Linked DNA regions of Sus scrofa: regions 1 and 2 are each linked to region 3. The links are chromatin contacts, called in public HiChIP or PLAC-seq maps. All regions are on one chromosome and are shown on one strand. The core of a region is the stretch at or near the end of the contact, and the rest is flanking DNA. Distances in the headings are between cores, read along the strand shown.

The links. HiChIP or PLAC-seq counts read pairs in DNA pulled down with a chosen protein or histone mark.
Region 1: an H3K27ac HiChIP or PLAC-seq map of skeletal muscle shows a contact between it and region 3, with 12 times the contacts expected there. The contact joins the promoter of CRIM1 here to the enhancer-like site in region 3. A contact is called at or near these places in 3 of 5 promoter capture datasets (fetal liver, fetal skeletal muscle and liver), 19 of 47 Hi-C or Micro-C datasets (alveolar macrophages, embryonic fibroblasts, fetal heart ventricle and 10 more) and 1 of 2 datasets of contacts at active chromatin or transcription factors (skeletal muscle).
Region 2: a contact with region 3 is called in an H3K27ac HiChIP or PLAC-seq map of skeletal muscle, with 5 times the contacts expected there. The contact joins two enhancer-like sites. A contact is called at or near these places in 2 of 47 Hi-C or Micro-C datasets (fibroblasts and psoas muscle) and 1 of 2 datasets of contacts at active chromatin or transcription factors (skeletal muscle).

What each region holds. Positions count from the first base shown.
Region 1 is chr3:103,814,040-103,817,424 of Sscrofa11.1, forward strand. CRIM1 (cysteine-rich motor neuron 1 protein) reads right to left here and starts at 1,417. Exons shown (of 16, transcript XM_021087639.1): 1 at 1,006-1,417. The coding sequence starts at 1,318.
Region 2 is chr3:103,795,600-103,798,938 of Sscrofa11.1, forward strand. All of the region lies in intron 1 of CRIM1 (cysteine-rich motor neuron 1 protein), which reads right to left. Among named protein-coding and RNA genes, the nearest start is that of CRIM1, 18 kb to the right of the region's middle. Within about 2 kb of position 1,627, at least 21 of the 83 cell types and tissues checked have an H3K27ac peak or open chromatin away from gene starts, as enhancers often do. A contact at or near this core is called in skeletal muscle, where this site is marked.
Region 3 is chr3:103,533,503-103,536,930 of Sscrofa11.1, forward strand. No RefSeq gene overlaps it. Among named protein-coding and RNA genes, the nearest start is that of FEZ2, 31 kb to the right of the region's middle. Within about 2 kb of position 2,014, at least 6 of the 83 cell types and tissues checked have an H3K27ac peak or open chromatin away from gene starts, as enhancers often do. A contact at or near this core is called in fetal skeletal muscle and skeletal muscle, where this site is marked.

The DNA of each region.
Region 1 (3,385 bases), core at 167-2,666, 280 kb after region 3:
TTGAGTCCTCCCAGTAACCAAATAAAAAGAACTCAGTGTTTCTCTTAAGACCCCTAAATCGGACCAGGCCCCCCGAGGCTGGTGGCCAGGGCTTAAGGTTTACACCCCCAACAGTGCTTCTCCCACGGAGGAAGGCTCCACGAATCTAATCACTCTCCCTCCATCAGACACCGCGGTGCACAATACTTAGTGGAAAAACCAGCAGAACAATCCTCGCCATTAAACACACAAATAGAAGTAACTGGCAACACGATTAGAAACACGTGGATATCTGATCTTAAAAAGCAGCCTCTAATAGAAACAACTTTTCACCCCTAGGTCCAAGCCCCCCGCTCTCCGCCCCTTCATTCAGGAGAGAAAGCCTCTGACCATTTTCAATAGGCAAATAAATGAGTAACCACCGTATGTAACTTCCCTTGGGCTGACATATTCCGGAGCTGAAATTGATTTATATGCGCAGGAGGAGGAAGGGGGTGACGGAAAAGAGCAAGGAAAAAATAATAAAAGAGTCACACAGGGAGTGTGAGCTGGAGACACGTCTCCGCCAGCAGAAAATGGACTTTTGCGGACACGGTGAAGCACTTGGTTCCACACTGCGCTAGTGCGGGGAGGGCGGCAGGGGCTGGACTCCCCGAGGGGCTCGCGACAGCCTCTGCAGTGCCCCCTGCCCGTGGCGCCCCCACGTCGGGGAGCACAGCCGGGACACCCCACCCAGCCGCAGCCCGATAGGCCACACGTGTGAGCTTCTGTACGCGGCCGGGGGCGACTCCCCTCTCTCTAGCCTCCACCCACGAAATCCAACCTCAACCGCGGCCTGCCAGGCATCAGGGGGAACAGCGAGCGGGAACCCAGGGACGCGGGGCTCTCTGCCGGGGGCGGGGGCATCCCTCCTCCCGCGGAGCCCTCTCTCCTCGGGAAAGTCTCAGCCAAACTTTGTTCCGCGCAGCCAGCGCAGAGGGGGCGGCGCGGGCCAGGTGGGAGGGGGCACGCGGCGGGCGGCCGTACCTTCGCAGACGCCCACTTCGTACTCGGTGATGGAGTCGCCATTGAGCGGGGGGCGGATGACACAGCGCAGCCCCCGGTCGCAGGCTCCGTGGAGCCCGTAGGCGCCGCCGCAGCTCTCGTTCCTCTGGCGGGCGCACATGTAGCAGCAGCCGCAGACGCCCTGCACGATGCTCCCGGGGCAGCTCCTGGGCTCTTCGCACTTGGACTCGTCGCAGGGCAGGCAGACCAGCGCCCGGGTGCCAGAGCGCGCCAGCAGCAGCAAGAGCCCCAGCAGCGAGCCGGCCAGCCCCCTGCCCCCCGCCACCAAGTACATCCTCCTGCGCCGCCGCCTCCTCCTCGCAGTCGGGCCGGGAGCGGGGCGGGCGCCCTCCCCTGTGCGGGGCACACGCGCCGCCGCCGCCGCACCCGCAGCCCGCGGTCCTCGCCGCCCCCCTCGGGGCCCCCGGGGCGCGCCTCCCCTGGCGGGGCGAGGCCCCCGCCCCCTCTGCGGGCCGCGCCGACCCCGAGCCCACTAGCGTTGGCGCCAGCGGGGGCCTCCCCTCTTCCTCCTCCTCCCGGGAGGGAGGGGGAAAAAAGAAAAAAAGTTTCCTCCCGGCAGCTCCGGTTCAACCCAAACTTCTGGCGGCGGCGGCAGCGGCTGCGCCCGGCTCCAGCTCCGGCTGGCGGCGCCTCCTCCCTCTCCTCCTCCGCGTCGGCCGGCCCCGCGGCAGTGGCGGTTGCGGTGGCGGCGCAGCCTCCGGGCCGGTCCCCGCCTCCCGAGCAGCCGAGTGGGCGCGGTGGCGCAGCAGAAGGTCCGCGGCGTCCGCTCCGCGCGCCTGGTTCGCCTCACTCCTGCGCCGCTCCTCCGGGCGCTTGTTTATGGCTCGAGCCTCTGCCGCTCCGGCTGCGCCCTCCCCCATCCTACCTCATCCCCCAGCCCGCGCCGCGCGCCGCTCATTGGCTGCCCCCCACCCCTCCCGGCCCGGCCGGCTCCCTCCCCCTCCTCCGCCCTCCCTACCCGGCGGCCGGGCCCTTCCTCCCTCGCACGCCTCCCCCCACCCCCCCCACGCTCCTCCTGTGCCTCCGGAGCCCGGCGCACCGAGCCGGCCCTGCAGCGGGGTCTTCGCGCGCCTCGCCCGTTCTGGCGTCGCCCGCTCGCTGCGGCTCGGGGAGCGAGGCGCATCCGGCGAGCTACCAGAGTCGCGGCGTCCCGAGCGCCCGCCGGCCCCAGGTCCACCGTGGCTGGCCTGGGAGTCCTGAGGGCGAGACGGCTGCACCTCCGGTGCCGGCTTTGAGTTCCGAGAATGGCTGGGGACCCCGGAGCTCGGGGCGGGGTGGGGGAGAATTGCTGCAGCCCTTGGCTGGAGTACCCGCCGGATCGAACCCCGGGAAAGGGAAGCAAATGCATGGAACCTCCGCAAAACTGGACGAGAATCCATCTTCCACTGGAGCTGGGAATAGACTTTGTAAAAGATCTTATGTAATGGAGTCTCGGGAAGCTCGAGACGCCTCCAGCGAAGCTGCTGGTGAATTAATTAAGTGCTTTAAATCGTCTAGGTAAATATTCCGGGGCGGGGGGACGACTGTTGGGGGCCTCCGTAGCTTGAGTTGCATTTTAACTGCCTACATCTTGTCTGTTTCGTCGCTCTGCCGTCTGTGCCGAGGTACTACATTATCGGAGGGGGCGAGTGGAAAGTGGAGGTGAATTTTTCTCCCTTGAGTAAGGCTGAACACTGGATTACGACAAGTCTTGACATGATTGGACCTGCGTATTTTATGCATCATTAATGTCATCTCACATTGCCCCTTTCCCAAGCTCGTGGACAGATGTGGTGGGTTTTCAATTTTTCATTTATTGTGAACCTACTAATAAAGAAGATCTGGGGTAAATATTCTTTGTGTTAAACCAGGTAAAGAAACAGCTGAAGTCATGCATCCTTGTTTCTTTTATGTAGCTGTCAGAAAAGGTTCTCAAAATGATTGGCTCTGTAATGGCCCACCATTACAGGATGTGTTACATGGTCAATAAAATTAGTGAATTAATAAAAAGTGATTTGGGTCAGTGTGAAAAATAAAACCAGATCTTGTGGCAGGTGTGAGATGGGAATGGCCAGCTGACCTTTTGATCCAAGATGGTCTGGTTTCAGGAAGGTGGCTCTGCCAAATGGATCTGAAAATCGTGACTAATGAACCCAAAGTTAATAGCAGGGCAGTGTAAGGAGAAAGGAAACAAAGGTGCCTTTGAAATCCTCTGTTTGCGGAACAAATTTATACTTATTATAAATATTTTGGTTTAACCACTCTAATCCTGAACGGAAAAACCAAAGTTACCAGTGGAATATTCCCCAGTCACTGGCATCAGAAAACTAAACAACATTTCTACAGTCATATTTCTTTGTCT
Region 2 (3,339 bases), core at 377-2,876, 260 kb after region 3:
TGGACATAAAGAGACAGACTCTTAGGACAAGAATGCCAACAACTCCATGAGGAACTTTTTGACATTAGGGGCTTTACGTATATGGATGTATATGTACATACATTTGGCAAACATGCACACCTGTGCACCGCAAGGACAGTTTTCCACTGTAACTGAAGGCAGAGTCTATGTTTCAATCATCTCTAAATTACACACATGCCTACTTGCAGACTCAAGAAAGCATGCCCACTGCACACTGCCAGTCCACTGGCTCCCCCACAAGGCTCCCCTAGATCACTGATGACTTGGTCTCTATCCCTCAGAAAGCCCTATCTGCTCGCTTCCTCTAGCAAAATGTGACCTTTTCTCCCCAAGTACCAATTCTGGGTCCAGGTGTAAGCATGACAGCCCATGAGGGTCTGGTTCAAGAACCGATTTTCCCCCAGTAGCTCTGTGAGGTTCTTTCCAGGCCTCAGAGCAACACAGCTATCTATACAGCTGAAAATGGTACTTACTACTTGCACTTCACACCCTCTTCTCTGGTTCTTGCCTTCCAGAAAGTCTACTTTTCAGTTATAAGAACTGTTTACCTTGGCTTATGAGCTGAGGGGCACTCCCCTCTTTCAGGAGTGTTTCCCAGTCCTCTGCTTTCATTCACTTATTAAAGACTGAGGGTAAGTGTGCTACTCCAGCAGCAAGAATAGCTCTAGGTTCTTCACCCACCACCTCGAATTTACTAAGGAACCACGGTTTTGAGGGGCACACATCTCTGATTTCAGTTGTGTCTACTATTAAGTCAAATATTCCCCTGCTGATAAAGTCAGAAAGAAAGCAACACTCAAGAATAACATACTTGCACCCAGGGTCTGGAAGCTGACTTTTAAATTTCAGCAGTAATGAAGCCACAGGAAAGTTAACAATAATAGTTGTAAGGAGTCAGAGAAAAATCAAATAATTACCTTGCAAGAATCTTCACTTTTCATTGCCAACTAAGCATTATAACCTTACTGAGCAATTGGTTCCAGCTTGCCCTCCTCCCCCTCCCCAAAACTTGTATAACAGCCAGTGTAAAGAATAAGGCTCTAAAGTGAGCTACTGGAAAGGCACCAATTCATGACACCCCCAGGATGAGCAATTACCATCAGGTTGTGAGATGAGCATCTCAAAGGCGGGAAAGGGACACAGAGCCACAGAGACATGGAAATTAAACCTGCCCTAAAAGAACAGGGCTCTCTGGGTGCATTCACTAAAGTGATAAAAGGGTCTGGATGCCCGAGCTTACACCCAGGATAATTTTGTCTACGTTGTCTGGGACCTTGTACGCTTTATCTTGGCCGAACCTCTCTTCTTTCGCCGTTGAAAAGCTTAGTGCCCAATGTATCACCCAAAGGTTGTAATTTGCTGTTGTATCCTTAAGTATCTCCATCCTTCTGTCCGAATTTACAAACCACTTTAAGGCCTTCAGAAAAATAAACAAACAAATAATGAGTTCATGACCAGCGTTGAAGGGAAAACAGCCCCACTCTTCTGAATAACACGTTGGGACTCCAGCCATTAGTCATCAAGAATTCCTCAGTCCCTGAAGTCATAGGGTTTGGAGTAAATCCAAATGGGATTTTGCTTTTTTAAATTCCTTATACTGCATTCCTATGGACTTCCTGTGCAAACCATTGTGAGGCATTTTTATTATTCACAGTCACACACTTCCACCCTCATGTTGTTGGCTTAGGATTTCCTTCCCTGAAGAAGCTGTACAGTTAAATTCCTGCGGACATGTGCAGATCACCTGGAGCAGTAAACAGGCTGTGTCATTCACCGGTCGTGCTCACAGGCTAAGAGTTCAAGACATGTTTGTTAAAGTTAACTCCCTCCTCATTAATCAACATTCATGTTTAAGACCCAAATCCTGGATTTCCTGAGAATCCAGAAGGCTGTTTTATCATCATCAGTTATTCACATGGTCACCTGAAGTGTGTCTCTATAAAGTAATTCACAGTTGTTTATCAGCTGTTTCCAAGCAGCTGATCACCACATCATCTCAACCATTCCATGCACAAGATCCCTGGTGATAAAGGGGTTATAAGCAGCCACCCACGAGGAAAATTCTTACAAGCAGATGAAGGCTTGGCAAATGAAAGACAACACCTTATGACAAACTGGCAAGAAGAAAATCCCCACAAATAAAAATAACCTTCAAATATTTACTACAACAAAAACAGCTAAAACTAACCCATTGCAGGAAAACTTTAAAAAATAAATTCTAAGAATGATTCCAGAGAAAGAAGGGAAGCAAAAGACTTGGGATAGTTCGGAGCTGCCTTCTGCCAATAACACGACTTCTCCCTGGGCTTCTCTTTACAGGTGTCATCTGTTTCAGTTTCCACAATATAGACCAAACATTTCAGATGGAAAGTTTTTGTATAATATCTTGGATGACCTTGAGTCTAGATTTAGTCAACAAATGCTCATTGAGTTCTTCCTGTGTGCCAAGCTCTAGAATAACACACAATCCTGGCACTCGAGTGGATCACAATGAGGCCCCGAGACAGAAATGTGAACTCTAACACAGTGTGAAAAGTGCTATAACGAGGGAAGGAGAAAGTGCTATTTATGGGCTCTGGGCAGGGGGTCGGGGGGAAGAGGCTGGCATTATTTTTTCCTGGGCAGGGCAGAAGGCTTCACAAAAGGAAGCAGCATAAAATGGTAGCGTCTGAGAATGAAAACACATTTTGAAGGATGTTCAGATAACTTTAGGGAATCTGAAAGCTGACACCACACTGATTTTCCAGTGGCTGGCTTTGCCCCCCACACCTTTGGTGGCCACAGATGTTAGGAAGTATCTGTCCACTCTACCTCCTCATTTTTCTGAGTTCTGAAAGGGTCTTTGTTCAAGATAAACTTGAAATAAACTAGTCAGGTACTGAGTTTAGGAGTCTAATTTTCCTTTACCAGTGGGTTTTTAATAATAACATGTGAATTACTAAGGCATTACTGGCAGTTAAACGATTATACTAAGATTACTAAAAAAGAAAAGTGGAGACCATCATATATATGACAAGAAAAAAGGCTCTCTGTTCCTTCCTTCCTGGTAGTCATCCTTTGTGTTTTCTCTTTTGGCAGCTCCTGATACCTTCTACTTTTCCATTCTCTCAAGAAATAGTATCACCCGGGCATTTCTGACGCAAGTGCTCATGCTCACATATTCACACACAGTTTAAAAAATATAATACATGGACTATTTTCAGTGCCAAATGCAGCTGCAATTATATATTTCTTTTGGACATGTTTTATGTTATTAAAGCATGTAAATACTTTCTCTCCCTCAAGTTTTCCAGAACTCTGTCGGCAGCGTCCTCTTCC
Region 3 (3,428 bases), core at 764-3,263:
TTTCCAGCATCACCCAACTTGTTTACTAGATGATTTTTGAGTAATAGCTTCTTTAAAAAAAAAAATCACAAAAGGGGATTATCTTATCATGGCCAACTGGTCCTCTTGCTAAAGTTCATCTTCCTTCTTTTAGTTTTTTTGTCAGTTAAAGCTTATATGAAGGAAAGCATACAGGTTTAAATAAACTATACAGCTTAACAAATGTTCATATATGTATACACTCATATAACTACGACCCAAATTTAGATATAGCATATTTACAAAATCCCAAATAACTCCAATGTACCCTGCTAGTCAGTAATCCACCAGTGAAAAATGGTATTTTGCCTTCTAGCTCTATGTTTTGCCTTTTTTTGAACTTCATACAAATGAAATCATATAGGACTCTTTTGAATCTGGTTTCTTTTACTCAATATTATATATGTGAAATATATCCAAGGTGTCACATGTGGCAGAAGTTCCTTTTTTTTTTTTTTTTTAATTGCTGTTATGCCATTATGTCACTATACCACAGTTTATTTTTCCATTGTACTATTGATGGACTTTGGCCATCTCTGTCTTTGAGCTATTATGAATAATGCTGCTATGAACATTCTTATACTTCTCTGATAGTGGACATGCGTACTCGCTTAAGTTGACTCTGTATCTAGGGGTGGAACACTGAATCAGAGGGTCTCTGTATGCTGACTACTTTTTGCACCAGACAGTGCTTTTTATTACTGGATACAGAACAGATTAGTGGCCAGAGAGATAATAGCATTTGAAGATCATATGCAAAGAATTTGATAGAATATTTAATTGAGCTACTTGGAATTGTTTGGTTTTTATTTTTCTTTTTATAAAAGACAGTGAGGAACCACAGTGAAATATCGCTTTAGACCTGTTAGGATGGCCACTATCAAAAAACCCAGAAAGTAACAAGTATTGGCAAGGATGTGGAGAAGTTGGAACCTTTGTGTACTGCTGGTAGGAATGTAAAATGGTGTAACTTCCATAGAAAACACTGTGTAGATTCTTCCAAAAATTAAAAATGGGACTACCATATGATCCAGCAATCCCACTTCTGGACATATACCCTAAAGTACTGAAAGTATGATTTCAAAGAGATATTTACATACTCATGTTAATTGCAGCATTATTTATAATAGCCAAGAGGTGAAAGCAACCAAAAATGTTCTTGAACAGATACAATGAATCAAGAAAATGTTGTGTATACATATGATGAAATATTATTCAGCCCTAAAAAAGGACATCCTGTCAAAAGCTACAACCTGGAGGACATTATGCTAAATGAAATAAATCAGTCACAAAAGGACAAAGCATGCTTCTACTTTACATGAGGTACTTAGACATAGTCAAAATCACAGAGACAGAAAGTAGAATGGTGGTTGGCAGAGGCTGACAGGGGTGGGAGTTGGGGGTGGGGGAAGTCAAATTGTTCTCGAATGGATATAGGGTCTCAGTTTTGCAATACGACTAATTTGCAAAACAATGTGCATTTAGTTTACACTACTGCACCATACATTTAAAATGGTTAAGATGGTAAAAAAAAAAGATACTATTTTTTAAAAAAACATTATAGCTTTGATTGAAAAATATTCCTCTCTGGTTTCAGGCAAACATGGCTTAAGGAAATACAAAGTGAATTGATCTTTATTAGATTTACATGTTTTATAAGCTTTTGTAGAACGTAAATGTATTTGCTCACATAGGCTTCTCTGCTCCTTTGTTACTTTGGTTTGAGGGAAAATAAGATCCTTGAAATTGAATAAAATTATATATATAATTTTGAAAAGGCAGTGAGGAGTGATTGCTGGTTTATAGAGATTAAGAATTTATAAGTACAAGACACTAGCTCTCTAGCTCTCTGATTAAATGAATCTATTTTTGTATTTCTGGTCTTTGCATGAAACAAAAACCTCTGAAGTTACAGTGACTCATAAATAACTGTAGTGGAGCATTAAGTCCATGACCTAGCTGGTTGTAGGTGTCAGTAGATGTGATGGAGTGTAAGGACCTCTTGACAACAGCTGTGCTGGGGCTAAAGGCCCTGCCCCGCAGAACATAATGCTATCCTGTGGGTGGGAATCGCTGCTTGCAACCAGAACTTTAGGAGCAAAGCCGAGGCTTTATCGAGATCACACCTTTCCCCAAACAGTCATGAATGTAGATAAGCCAGAGGGCATTGCAGGCACGCAATTGTTGATGAAGGGCAGGCTTTCCAGCCAAGGATATTATTGGCCCTTAGTTGTTCTAACCTCAGCTTCCTAAGTTGACCTTGGGTGAAAATAGAATGGGTTATTCAGATGCTCAGAAGAGTCACTATTTACTGCTATGGAATTTGTGAATTCATTTTTACCACTATCCGGGCATGAACTTTTGGGTTAGTCTTGGGCAGTCTTTGACCTTGGGCCACATGCTGCCTGCCCTACCCTTGCCGTAGGCTCCAGGATCTAATTTCAGTGTCAAGGACTGGAATGCTGCCTCCATTTTGCTGCCTCCTAAATAGACCCAGATAACACACCATAATGGCTAAAATAAGAAGGCTTATTTTTCTCATGGGTGCTCTAGTTTTCAATACAGCAGATAATCGGAACTGTAATATTATAATTTTCCATGCAACTAAATACTATTTTTATTTAGAATGAAAAAATAGTGTAAGCATTTTAAATTAGTTTCACTGAATTTAATATTTTTTGTTTTTCTTTCTTTTCCTTTTCTGTCTGTCTGTCTTTCTTTCTTTCTTTCTTTCTTTCCTTCTTTCTCTCTTTCTCTCTCTTTCTCTCTTTCATCTTTCTTTTCTTTCCCCCTCTCTTTAGCTACCAATGATTCCATGTCTAGAGCTGGAACTCTAGAATCAGACAATCCCAGCTGGGCTCTCACTAGCTGTGTGACTCTGGGAAACCTCTTACCCCTTCAATGCATTGTTTCTCCTCTTATAAAGCAAAGATAAAAGTATATCTCTCAGCGTGGCTGTGATGATCTCGTGAGATGTTTTGTGCCTGACCTGTAGTAAGTACTTGATAAATGTTAGCTACTATATATTACTAATATGCTAGGGTTGTGTAAGTAACAACAAAAACAGTTAACGTAAGAAAAAAAAGGAAAAACTCCTAAAGCAACCAAAAAGCTAAAGATGGTAATAGAACTATTGGAAGGGAACTTGAAACTTTGCAAATTAAATACTTTGGAAAGAAGAAAAAAGTAGGAAAATATATAATTTGAGTCAATGAAGCAACAAGGATAAGATTGTTACATTAAATGAACAAAAATTAGTTCAGGCCATAAGCCACAACAAGGGAATTTTCCCATCATGAGCAGTATTTGTGCTGGTAAGGCTGGTTGAGGAGATTACGTTTCTTTGTAGTGTATCAGAGATCAGAAAAGTTTTGAGCTTACAAATCACTTGGCCCAACACAGTCATTTTA